2 separate regions of the Mus musculus genome follow, and region 1 is linked to region 2. A link is a contact called in public HiChIP or PLAC-seq data. All regions are on one chromosome and are shown on one strand. Each heading gives the region's core, a stretch centred on a gene start, on an enhancer-like site or on the middle of the called end of the contact. The rest is flanking DNA. Distances are from core to core; before and after follow the strand shown.

Region 1 (6,794 bases), core at 1,651-4,150, 150 kb before region 2:
TTGTTGCTCTTTCAGAAGACCAAGTTTTAATTCCCAGCACCCACATGCGAGTTGACGATCATCTATAACTCCAGTTCAAGGGAATCAGATGCCCTCTTCTGGCCTCTGCAGGTACTGCATGGATGTGATGATCAGACATACATGCTGGCAAAACACCCACATACATAAAAATAAGATAAATAAGATAAAATAAATAAAATTTTTTCAAAGTGTAAATTACATAGCCTGAGCTTCAACTACCACAGGACAAAGGCATTTATTCAATCATATATTTGGTGGCCATCAGAAGTAGTTGAGGAACAACACATACTAATAGCTAAGGGTAGAGCAGAGCCTCTATACAAGAAATGCCTGTAGGTTCAAGAATCTGTGTAGCTCAAAGGATCTGGCAATGGGAATCCAATAGGAGACAGCATTAAGAAGAGGCTCATGCAATGGGGTCTCCTTATCCATAGCCAACTTAAACTGCTATTTTGAGTATCATGGCAGCTTGTGGAAGGCTGCGCTGGAATATATAGATTTGACATGCCTGGGGTTGTAGCACTGTACTGAAATTTGCAAGGATGGACACAGTTAGCAAGTGATGGGGAGATCCACAGAAGAGAGCCCTGGAAGGCTCCAGATCTACACCCCTAGCCCTGGGATGCCTCTGCAAGATGGAACTTGGCCACTATTTCCCTCAAGCTTGTTTCTGTTTCCCTGGGGTTCTTTGTATTGTTCTCTTGAGGCTTTAATATGTTGTGAAGCTTTATCTAAGTCTATATCTGTGGAATTAAAAAAAAGTAGTGTTTTCCCCTCAAGTAAATCCTCTGGATGCAGTTGAATGTATCAGCTTCTTGTCTCACAGTTTGAGGATGCTCAGTCCTTCAAGGTGGCTCACAGTTTCAGGGTTCTCAGTCCTTCTGGGTGGCTCACAGTTCAAGGATGCTTAAGTCCTTCTTGGTGGGGAAGTCATGGAAACAGTAGCATGAGGCAGCTGGTCACATTATATCCATAGCCATGAAAGCAGAGAGAAAGACAGAGGCTGGTTGCAAACTGGCTTTTCTCCTTTTTCATTCAGCTCAGAGCTCCAGGTCATAGAATGGTGCTACTCACATCCAAATAGATTTTCCTGCCTCAATAAACCCAATCTAGAAGTTTCCTCATAGAAATACCCAGAGATCTGTCTTCAAGAAGATCCTAAATCCTGTCAAAGGTAACGGTCGATATTAATTATCCTATTTGTATTCCCAGCCGCCACATTCAATTGTTCTCAACAGATTGATGGCTATTTGAGACAAACAATGCCAGCCATGCTGTGCCTATTAAGTCCCTCTGCATGTCCAACAGTTCCTTGTATTCTGTCTCAAGTATCCCTCAGGTTTCTCCTGTGTACATCTGTGATCCTTCCCAGATAAACAGGGGCCCTCAAGTTGGGATTAGCTTGTTCAGTAACACCAATGAACCAGAGGTCAACTGAGTCACTCTGGTGCTACAAGGCTGTCAAGGCTGAGCGAAGACATGTTCAAAAATCTGAAGACAAGGACGATAGAGACTCTAAGCTCTAATAGACTTTGGGGTGACTGAGGATAATCGGATCGGTTGGTGTCATATGTCTCGATCTGGGAGATTTGACCCAAAGCAAGACCAAGCCTCCTCCAGCTTTGCAAAATCGACTTGAGTGCTTTTTTTTGTCTGCTTCCCTAGAGCCTTGCCTGCCTAGTTTAGAGCAACTACCCAAAAGAAATTGGCAACAATATCCATCAAGGAGAAACAGTGCTAACCACATCCTACAATGGCAGACATCAGTACCCTTCTACTATGGTGGGATGTTGGTCACAATAGAGCTCACGTCAGTCGTGCTGGGACAATTTTTAACAACCTTCCACTGCTATGGGGGACAATGGTCACAACACCCACCGTGCGATGTTGCCTTCTGCAAGCCCTCTGGTGGACCGTGTCTTCCTGGAACATCTCAGCAAGCATCACCATCCTGCTCTCTCACTCTGGCCCCAGCCCTTAGCATTACAGGTGGTACACCTTACCTGCTCAGCAGAATCTTACCCAGAGCCACAGCCCAACCACAAAGCCCCTCCACTCACCACCAATTAGCTTTGTTTTCAGTATAAATAGCAGCCACCTTGAAGAACATCCAATCACTCAAGCTTAAACAGGTGAGGGGCTCCCGGTACACTGACTGTGCTCAAAAGTGCCACCATGCTTCCTTTCTGGGCAACCTCACCTCAGCTGAGATCACCAGGAGGCCAGATGCTGAGCAAAGCACCAGGCCTGACTCCACAGAGGGGGCCCGCTGAGCTACGAAAACAATGTTCCCCTCCCTTGTCCCTTGTCCTCTCCCCCACTCGGGTTTTTTTGTTTTGTTTTGTTTTTGTTTTTTGTTTGTTTTTGTTTTTTGTTTTTTTGTCTGTGCTTGATGATGGTTCGAATCTGTGACAAACGGTCTGCCACCAATGCGCACGGGCAGAGGGCTGTTCTCTGAAGGCCTCACACGGGACACAAAGGCATCTTTGACGTCGCTTGTCTCCCCTCAATGAGTGCCCGACCCCTCATGCTTTCTTTGTTTAAAAGCAGAGAGAGAGAGAGAGAGAGAGAGAGAGAGAGAGAGAGAGAGAGAGAGAGAGCCTGCTGAAGCAACAGTAAACCGCCGGCCTGAGACTGTGCCAACAATATTAACCAACTTCTCGTCGGAGCCTTTGAAGTTAGCAGGGGGCAACATGCTTGTGGTGCGACGGAAGAATGATACTTAAAGCGATTCCTTTTCATCCCTTTAACTTGATGAAAGATTAATGGCCTTGTTATTTTTGTTTCTGCTCCTTTTCCCTTTAATTTCTACCCCTCCCCTCCTCCGTTGAGATCGAAAAACCCTTTCCCTGTAATGGTTTTCTGGATCAGTGGGTTTTGTGAATACAGCCCCCCCCCAATGCCCCACCCCACACCCTTTTGCCAGCACCCGCCAACAGAACCAACTACTCCAGATCCTCTGCGCCCAGGTGTCTTCCAGGGAGGGGCCTGGGGGCGGGGCATGTGAGCAGGTGGGTGGCAGCCCCGGGCTGGATCCCATTCAAACAATACCTCCTCCCTCCGGAGGGCTGGAGGGCTGCTGTACCTTGGCAGAAACTTTTTTCTTTCTTCCTTGAAGATGTATTGTGGTACTTTTCTGGCAGCGTCTTGAGAGGCTGGCTGTGGGCCCGACGGGTAGGATTTTGAGCCTGAAGGACCCAGTGACTTCAGGGAAGGAGGAGGAGATAAAATGATTAGCAGGCAAGAGCTTTCCTCCTGTCCCGGTACCCACTTCCCTAAGCAGATAGTGGCTGTGGTAGTAATGATGGTATAACGGTGGAGGTAGTCATGACTAGTCTTGGTTTGGTTTCTGTTGCTGTGATAAAAGCCCTGGCCAAAAGAAACTTAGGGAAGAAAGGGCTTATTACATTTTACATGGAGGGAAGTCAGGGTGAAGCAGGATGGAGGCAGGAATTGAAGCAGAGGCCATGGAGGAGGCTGCCCACTGGCTTGCCCAGCCTGATTTCTTATACAGCCCAGGACCACCCCACCCACAGTGAGCCTTCTCACATCAATCAAAAATCAAGTAAATGAATCGGAGACTTGCACACAGAACAATCTAATGAAGACATTTTCTCAATCAAGGTTCCCTCTTCCCAGATGACCTTAACTTGTGTAAAATTGACAAACCAAAACCAACCAACCAACCAACCAACCAACCAACCAAACCTAACCAGCACAGTGGTGGTGGTGGTGATGGTAGTGGTGGTGGTGATAATGATGATGATGATAGTGATAATATGGAGAACTAACCAGAGAATTCAGCATCATGGCAGGAGCATGTCCCAGAACAAAGCAGTTCAGCTTGTGATAAACAGAAAACAAGGAGAAGAAAAGAGAAGAGTCTAGGGACAAGATACACCCTCAAAGGCACACTCCAATGACCCTCTTCCTCTTCTTGGGCCCCTCCCGTGGTCTTCAGTACCTTCTGATAGTCCATTTTATTATGGATCCACATGAGGCTAACCCACCAGCTGCCTCAGAGCCTTCGTCATCCAATCGCCCCTCAATAGCACCCTAGCCAAGGCCAGGCCTCCAGCACGTGAGCACCTGGGGAAAGTTCCAGATCCAGGCCACGTGTCACTAGCCCCTGGATATTTGTTGAGTGTTCACTGTACTGCTATGTGGGGGGTGGGAATGCAGTGGTGAGCAGATCACTGATCCATTCCTGCAGAGCTGTGGTGCTGATAATAGAAACGGTGGCTCTGATAATAAAAACAACCACATACAGGGCCGGAGAGACGGCTCAGCAGTTAAGAGCACTGTCCGCTCTTCCAGAGGTTCTGAGTTCAATCCCCAGCTACCACATAGTGGCTCACAACCATCTGTAATGGGAATCCGATGTCCTCTGGTGTGTCAGAAGACAGTTATAGTGTACCCAAATAATGAAATAAATAAGTAAATGTCCCCAAACCTACCACATATAAACTAGACTTCAGTAGCAGAAATCGAGAGGAGCCTGACATGGCTTCAACTCTTTGACCAGCTTAATAAAAGCAATAAACATACAAAGAGAATGTTTAGAATATGGCCAGAGTCCTCATCTCCTATAATCATAGACTTAGTCTATACTTGGCCATTTTAGACGTATGGATAGATGAGCCCCACCGGAACAATGTAGAAATCGTGTGACTTAGAGTGGAGGAAGCCGTATTTATTCGGTAGCTCTGATAATACAATAGAATAGAATAAATGGGGTGTGTGTGCTGGCTAACCCTAGTAATCCTAACACTGGGGAATCTAAGACCACACGGTGCCATGGGTTCTAGACCAGCTGGAGTGTTATAGCAGGTCTTTGGTTTATAGAAAACAAACAAATACAGATTAATAAGTAAAATATAGTCCTCTCTTATTACTGAAGATACCTAGATATCTTATTGGTCCATAACTGCTCCTTCCAATCCATCTGTTTCCTGTCTGCTTAGTAAGTGCCCCGTACTACTCCAGACCTGACTCTGAGCACTTAGAGGATGTCTTCCCCAGGATGCTTCAATACCTCTTCCAGGGCCCAAAATGAATGTGAATGTTCCCTAGCAAGACTTCTGAGAATGCTGATGGATAGTAAGGTCTGTGAGTGGGAGGGAGCTGTGTAGCTCACTTTGGAAACCTCAGACCAACAGAAGAAGTAGAGGAACGGCAACAAACTATTCAGGGGCTCTTCTGCATGTCTGGATATTGTGCACATAATTGCAATTACATGTGTGTGTATATATATATATATATACATATATATATATATATACACACACATATATACATACATATATATATACACATACACACATATATGTATAGAAAGCAAACAAATGTATAGAAAACATGTATAGAAAACAAACAAATACAGATTAGTAAGTAAAATATAGTCCTCTCTTATTACTGAAGATACCTAGATATCTTATTGGTCCATAACTGCTCCTTCCAATCCATCTATATTGTGTGTATATATATACACAATAAAATTGCAATTTTACATGTATGTGACTGAGAGCTTCCAAAACAATGTAGGGTCACTCAGTCCAGTTCTAGTGACATAAAGGATTCTGATATTTGGTCAGTTGTTTTCTAAACGCATGCACGCACTCATGCACAGTCTAGAGAGATAGCTCAGAAGTTAAGAACGCTTTCAGAGGAGTCTGCTTCATTTCCCAGCACCCACATGGAGTGGTTCACAACTGTCCAGCTCCAGGGAATCTGGCGCCCTCTTCTGGCCTCTGAGGGCACTGTAAACACAGGCACATAGACACACTTCATTCCAATGTAAATGCTTGAGCAATAATTCTTTGGAATCTGTGAGTCCTAAGTTTGAAGTTTCTGGGCCCATTTATGATAGTTTATACCTGCCAATCACTCCAAAACCAAAGACTCCTGCGAAGTGTGGACCTGATACAGATTGTCCTCAGAGCAGGGCTAGTGTCTTCTCTCCAGCCAAACATTGTCGTGTTATATATGTCACGTTATCTTCTCCTGAAGGTACTCCTAATTCACGATGACCAATATATCCCCTTCTTTTAATAACTCCAGTATATTTCAGAACAGGAACTTCATTCATCCAGGACTGGAAAAAATTAAATGAAAATTTCTGCCATTATACCAAGCCTCCTGCTTAGCAAATCAGTAATGAAAAGGAATAATTTATCATGGCTTGCGAAAGCCGACAGCTCTAAAGAGATGTCCTTCCTCTTCCCCCAAAGGGAAAGCAGAATTCTCTTTTTACCATCAATGCGATGGCATTAAACATAATTTCTCTGTCTATAGAACTTTACTGGGAATGGGGAGAAGGGATTAGATTTTTACATCACATCCTATTTTAAGCAATTACAATCCACAAGTTTTCTTTCTCGTTCATCCCCCCCTGGGGCAGCAGAGAATGAAGAGACACTTCGGGGGCCTCAGTTCCCATTAGTGTTTGCATCCCCATTAGCAGAATGAGCCGGGATTCACAGCATAGAGTACACGTCTCTCCAGTACTGAGATGCTGTGTCTAATATGATTAAGCAGCCTGGCTTGCACCATGGCCGCAGTCAGTACATTATATAGACCCCAAGTCTTCATAGGATGGATGATGGGTGACCAGACTTCTAACTCTATTACTCCTTAGGAGAGATATTCGCGTGCCTCTTCCACTTAAAATTCTGGTAAATTCTCAGCCTTGGGATGTGGGGAGCTGGAGTGAGTAGAAAGAGGGATGGCTACATCTTCTGGAATTTTCTTAAGCCTTTTGCTAAATATAGGAT
Region 2 (6,879 bases), core at 2,162-4,661:
AACTGCTGAGCCATTTCTCTGGGCCCAAGAAGCTTATTTCAAAATATAACTTTGATTTTATGATCCCTTGGATAGATTTTTTTTGAGAGAGAGAGAGAGAGAGAGAGAGAGATGGAGAGTTTCTGTGTAGCCCTGGTTGTCATGGAACTCTCTCTATAGACCAGGCTGGCCTTGAACTCAGAGATTTGCCTGCTTCTGCCTCCTAGTATTGGGTTTACAAAAGTGTGTGCAACCACTGCCCAGTTTAGGAGTTTTCTTTTTTTCTTTATTTAAAGAAGAAAGAAAACCACTTCACATTCGATTCTGGATGGCAGTAACTGGTAAGAGGTCAGGGTTCATTTTTGTGAATCCTCAGGCCCCTTTATTAACATTTTAGAAAATCCCTTTAAATTCATCTCATGCAAAAGCACCCAGGTGATACATGCCTGTCGTTCCAGCCCATAGGAGATGGAAGTTGGAGAATCAGGAGTTCAAGGTTGTCCTGCGGTACATAAGGCATAAGGCCAATCCGGAGCACATTATGCCTTATTTCAAGACAAATAAAGAAAAAGGCAAACCCAGACAAACATTGTGTACACCACCACAGGCAGCCATGCTGTTTGCTTCCAGGCGTTTTCTTTCTTTCTTTCTTTCTTTCTTTCTTTCTTTCTTTCTTTCTTTCTTTCTTTCTTTCTTTCTTTCTTTCTTCCTTCCTTTCTTTCTTTCTTTCTTTTTCTTTGCAGATTTCTATTTTTTTGACACCAGAAGTGGGAGAAGACATTTCCTGCCATTCTTCATAGACGGACAAAAGCCAGAAACCAGGGAATGAAAAGAAAATGGGAGAATTCTGCGGCAAGCCAAGGAAACTGTGGGCTGTCTAAAGGCTACGTGTCTGGTGGGAAGAGTAGATGGATTCTCCCCACAGGCTCTCAGACAAACCTTGGGTCTCTGTCAGGCCCTTAATGGGGCCATGTTTCTGAGGTAATAGCTTTTGGTGACCTGGAGGGAAAAGAGCTAGACACTGTTGCCCAGGGTGGAGCAGGTCAGCATGCCTTCAGTGGCAATGGCCCTTCTTGTTGGGGGTCTTCTAGAATTCATGACCATCTAGGGATGAGAAGATGATGTGAAGGGGAGACTGGAAATGCCTTTAATTGCTGTCATTTAGGGTTTCCTGTCCGAGTTTCACGGAACCCGTTAGAGTGATTGTTACAAGTGGCTGTCCCAACAAATGCCCCATACCTTCTCTCATGTATTGAATAATGTACAAGACGGACTTTACTGTGAGCCACTTTTAAGGTTCCCTGTCATTTCTTCCCTGTGCTTAGACTGTACCAGTATCCTGGTCCCAAGTGACTCTTGTTCTTATTTCGGCCACAGCATTGTAAAGAGTAGGGACCTCTGTGTCTGGGATCACAGGGGGACCTGTGTTAACTGAGGTTCCTATCTGTGACATTTCCTGGATCATCTCAGGCTGCCGATGCTCCAGCCATGCGTAAGGTGGAGGGAACAGGGACAAGCTCTGTGTCCAAGGGCTGGGTCTCATGGCTTGTGCTCATTTTTTCAGGCTAAGGCTTGGGAACAGAGATAATTAGGTCTGAATGGCAAAGGAGCCTGGGAAATTCAGACCAGCTCTCTGCCAGGGAGGAGGAGGCCGATGAATTTGGGGGAGCAGTGTCCTCAGGCATTCTCCCACACTGGGTAGGCTCCGTGGATCTAGTCCTCAGGTCCCCCTGCCTCCAGTCTTGGCCAGGCATCTGGCCCACACTTGGCCAACTGGGCATTTTCTCCCATGGCTTCTGAAGTTAAGAGGCATTCACCAGGGAGACTGGAAGACCAGGCTTAAGTAGATGACTTCCGTGGCAGCAGATGAAGCCTTTCTCCTCCCCCCGCCACAGTGACCCTGAGAGCCTGGTTCTTTGTCCACCTCCAGCTTTGCCAGCTCACCGGAGCGCATGAGCGCATGAGCTATTTGATTAAATGAGACAAAGATGTTGCTAGAGATGCTAGCAAAAAATGTTCACCCATAGTGCAGGATGCTAGGGGCATTTGTGGTGACTCATCTTGATGGTATGTCAGGACAATGGAGAGCTGACTGGTGAATACTGGCCATCTCTATGTGAGTCCTGTTCAAATGTCCTCCTCTTGGTCTTCTGGAGAGCAAGAGAGAGAGACATAGAGGGTCAGGGAGACAGAGAGAGAGACACACACACCGAGAGATAGAAAAAAAACAAGACAGGGATAGAGAGAATGTGTATGCAAAGAGATAGAGACACAGAGAGAGACAGAGGCACAGACAAAGAGAGGGAGCTAGAGGCATAGAGATACAGAGAGATAGAAACATAAACATCAGAGAGAAAGAAACATAGACAGAGAAAATGTGTGTGTGTGTTTCTATGTTTCTGTGTATGTGCATATGTGTGTATGTTTATGTGTGTGCAAAAGACAGACAGGCAGAGATTGTGGCTGAATAGAAAGCATCCAAACAAAAGAAGAACCTCATACTCCCGTGAGCCATGTTAGTTTTGTGTATATTATTCTACATCTGTGTGTGTGCACAGTGTGTATATGCAGCAGGTGCAGGTGCTGGCACAGACTAGAAGAAGCCATTAGCTTCCCTGGAGCTGGAGAGAGGGTCCTGTATGTGCTGAGAACCAAGGTCTGTAAGAACAGCAAGTACTCTTATCCACTGAGCCAGTCTGCAGGCCCATGAAGCATTTTTTTTTTTTAAACCACAAATGCTACACCAATGTGAAATAATTTTATATGGAAACAAAGCCAATGGGAAAGAGATGCAAGATTAACTCAGGATGTAACTTACCAAAGCAAGAACAACCAAATCCCAGATCTGTCTGCTCTGAAGGGAAGCAATACCCCATGGTATCAAATAGAGGTGTGTAGCAAGTCGGGGAGGATACTATGCTGGCCACAGGCCTCGCAGGTCCTCCTGGGTCTGCTTAACTTACACTAGGTCTGAATGTTAAAACTGCCAAAGTCAAAAAGCCAAGGGAGATCAAGCCAATGTTTTAAATGTATTTTTTTATAGCTTTTTGAGAATTGCATGCATGAATACTGCATAGAATTTCTGCCCCTCTCTCTCCCACTTTCAAATCCTCCTATGTACCCCTCCTTCTCTCCCAATTTCATAACCCAATCTTTTATAATTATTATTGTTACATTATACATACATACACACACTGCCATATATGTATGTACATATAATACATATATATACACACATATACACACATATATGTGATACACACACGCGCGCGCGCGCACACACACACACACACACACACACACCAGTCACAGAGACCAGTTTTCCCCATAGTTCATAAGTTTAGGGCTGACCACGTGTAATCGGATAGCCTATCAGGGGGCTTGTCCCTGACGACTGATTCTTCCTCTCAGCAGCCATTGGTTGTTCATAGCTCTTCACTGGGAGGCGGGTCCTTGTGGAACTTCCCCTATCCGTGTGGGCACGGTGCAGTTGGCTCTGCTTTCTTCCAACAATCTGAGCTCTTGTCAGTTCACAGCTTTGTTGCTCCATGGTGACTCCCAGCAGGGGAGGTTGGCAGTACCTGCAGGTCTTTAGACAACTTGCTGGTCCTTGCATCTCTTGCTGCATCTGTGCTCCCTGTGGGAGCAAAGGCACGCACGCTCCAGGAAACATGGCTGTGTACCTGAGCGATGAGGAGCCACCGTGATCCACAGAGAGAAACTCCAACTGAATGCATGCCCTCTCTCTTCTCCTTCCGGCCCACTTTTTTCTCATGAGCGAGAGGATTGCAAACCACACACCCCGGATTCCAGCTCTCTTCTCAGCTTCTTCCACCATTCCTCCCAGCTCCCCCAATCTTCCCGTGCTAGGTTTCCCCTGCATCCCCTGGGGCCCTGTCCACAAGTACAGGTGGAGGGCAGCCTCTGCCGTCTCGGTGGCTGGGAAGAGCGCCATGCAGATGGATCCTAATTATAACCTGGAACCAAATTACTTTTAATGACTTCTCGTAGCTTCCCAGCCCAGTTCCAGCCCCCACCCACCAGCGAGGAAGGTTTAATGGCCCCGGGGATAGTTGGTAATCCTGAAAGTATTAAACTGCTTGGCCAGTGAGGAGGAGGGCACTTAAGACGCATCAACCGGGAGAAGCATGGAGGAGGGTACCGGATTCTCATGCTTAACCAGGGAGCCATTCTTAGAAGCAATGCTGTGAAAGGAAAGACAACGTTAGGCTGTCTGGCGGGGCGGTTTTCCAGAGTGAAATTAATTAGCTTGTGAAGTCTCTGTTCTGAGGCAGCAGCTTGACTTAGAAGGATCTCTGAGAAGGAACACACACACACACACACACACACACACACACACACACACACACACACGTCCCAGCAAAATGTGAGCCTAGGCTCCAAGAGCCTTTTTTTTTTTTGTCTCATTTCTTTAAATGGATGTTTGAGGCAAAATGATTTTTTTTTTCCCTCAAGGTTTGTTGCAACCAGTCTGACCTAAGGTTGCTGCCAGCCCCTAAGTCTTAAGAATTCCTTTATGTTTAGTCTCTTAGGACTGAGAACATAAAAGTATTGCTTTCTTCTCTATCTTTCTCCCCAACGCACCCCTCAGCCCCAGCTCTTGACCCCTGGCACCTGACCTCTGGCCCCTGGCCCTTAACCCCTGACTCCTGACTCCACATTTTCCTAAATCTCCTAATCTTGGATCTTTCTTGCTCAGCCAGTCACGTGTCAAAAGGCAGCTACTGCTGACTGAGGACCTAGTAAGCCTTAGACGGGATAGCTGGTGCCAAAGAGCCGATCACGATCCAGTCCGCCCCTCTGCCCTCTCAGAGCAATCTGTTTAGTTTAGAACCTGAAGTATTCATTTTCTCAAACTTCTCTAAAGCAGAGCTGGTCATGCGACCCGGTCCTAATCCATAAGATAGGAGCAAGCAGATTGAGTGGTGGGCTTCACCATCAGTGGCCCTTTTACAAGGGACAGGGGCTGCTCTTGCTACTCTGTTGACCTTGGGTCTTCACTGTCCTGAGCATGGATGTGTAGTGCCACAAGGACAAAGCCACTTGTACGTTCATGAGAGGAGTGGTCTAGTGTCCTATAGACAGTCCTGTCTATAGGATGTTGGTGACATTAGAGAAACCTACCTCCCAGAGTCTTGCTGTCCTAAGATTGCTTATGGTAGTAGGATCTCTGCATTTGCATCTGAACCTAACTTTGATAGTGAGAATAAATCACCCAGAAATCTACTTTCAGATGAGCAGCCACCATGTCTCTTGGACTATTTCACTAAGAATGTAGCAACATGTAGGCGAGCTGTACTGGCAAATGCTCTTGCTCTGAAATATGAGTGGCGTGGCTGCGTTCCAACCATCAGGCACCCTCAGGTATGACATCCCTGTCATAGGATTCCAACAGTGAGGGCTTGGTAGAATGAGGAGGGAGGTCTTCTACAGGGGCCTTCTGTACCCCATCTTAGAACCCTTCAGGCTGGTATCCATCCATTACGGTCTGTGGGAGAAGAAGGCACAAATGGTCCAGGTCCAGGGGCAGGAGATAGACTCTCTTTACTCAGTGAGAAGAAAAATCAGAGAAATGAGGTCTGCCCTCAGACCTTACAGCATTCAGAGTCCCTTTTAAGAAATTTATCCTTAGCACCCAGGCCTTCCTCAGCTTCCCACTGAGTAGATTAAGAGACATTCATTTGGCCTTTAGTAATGAATGTTTGACATTTACTCCCTCTGGTTACTACATGAGTGACTATTCAGACTGTGGTCTGACTTCTTGTCTATGGAGCTAGTCATCTTTGGAGCATCTTTATGCTGTTTCTCTTGTTCCTCTTTGGTTTTGACTTTCTCTCTTTGCCTGTGGAGGGGATGTTTTAAAGGCATCAGGAGTGTGGTCTTTAGAGCTCAGAGATCTCACTGGGTTCTTTGTTCTGGCTCTCTCCTTATGAGGGAAGTTGAAATTGTAATGAGTGTAAACCATCAAACACATGCAGACCTCTGCACCCTGCACAGGGCATGAGATCTACCATCATTGCTAGCCCATCACTGCCGCCACCGGTATCATCGTAGTCATTTCTGTAACCCCCATCAGTACGGTCAGCAGCATCAATGCCATCAGCATCACCATGATCACGATTGTCATCACAATCATCAGCATCATCACAACCATCTGCGGCATCACTGTCAGCACTCCTGACATCATTATCATAGTTGTCTATCACCATAACCTTTGCCATCACTGTCACCGTCATCATCACCAGCACTGCCATGATCATTATTGAAACCACTGTGAGAGTCATCACCATTATCGGTCTTTACTATTCACTATCTTGGCCATCACCACCACCATCATTATCACCGTCAACATGGCCCTCAGCATCACTAACCCCACCATCATCTCCATCACCATGACCACCGTCATCACAGATATCAGCATCACCATCAGCAGCATCAGCACCAACCATCAGCACATCTTCTCACTTCCCCCTTCTGAATCTTTGCTTTCCTTTATACACATCTGGTCTCCCTTTAAATAATCCTCAGCAATGGGGCTCCATTGAGAGTAACTAGTTAAGAGTCAGGACAAACAGACATGAGTTTGGGACCCAAACCTCTTTAGGAAGTCTGGAGAGTGTTCAGAAAATTCTATCACAACTGAAAGCACGGTAAGTGGGTGTGTGTGTGATCTGGGCTTCCTGGGAAGAAAGGAGGAGCATGAGGATGCTATCAAGGCTGGCAGAGAACCATGGGCACCAAGGCAAGGTTTTTATGTGGAGCTTGAAGACTGACTCTATACTTGGTTTCGTTGGGGCTCTGGGCATCATGTCTTGTAGGTCACCTTGACATTGGACGTAGCTTCGGCAGACTCTTAGTTACTTATCCAGGAGCAAATAG

What was found. HiChIP or PLAC-seq counts read pairs in DNA pulled down with a chosen protein or histone mark.
Region 1: a contact with region 2 is called in an H3K4me3 HiChIP or PLAC-seq map of embryonic limb bud, with 3 times the contacts expected there. The contact joins two enhancer-like sites. A contact is called at or near these places in 1 of 15 datasets of contacts at CTCF or cohesin (embryonic stem cells), 8 of 484 Hi-C or Micro-C datasets (cerebral cortex, double positive thymocytes, embryonic stem cells and 3 more), 5 of 115 datasets of contacts at active chromatin or transcription factors (double positive thymocytes, embryonic hindbrain, embryonic limb bud and 1 more) and 1 of 9 other capture datasets (embryonic tail).

Annotation. Positions count from the first base shown.
Region 1 is chr5:128,680,632-128,687,425 of GRCm38.p6, reverse strand. No RefSeq gene overlaps it. Among named protein-coding and RNA genes, the nearest start is that of Gm33995, 25 kb to the left of the region's middle. Within about 2 kb of position 2,900, at least 12 of the 459 cell types and tissues checked have an H3K27ac peak or open chromatin away from gene starts, as enhancers often do. A contact at or near this core is called in embryonic limb bud, where this site is marked.
Region 2 is chr5:128,533,938-128,540,816 of GRCm38.p6, reverse strand. No RefSeq gene overlaps it. Among named protein-coding and RNA genes, the nearest start is that of Gm38612, 33 kb to the left of the region's middle. Within about 2 kb of position 3,411, at least 29 of the 459 cell types and tissues checked have an H3K27ac peak or open chromatin away from gene starts, as enhancers often do. A contact at or near this core is called in embryonic limb bud, where this site is marked.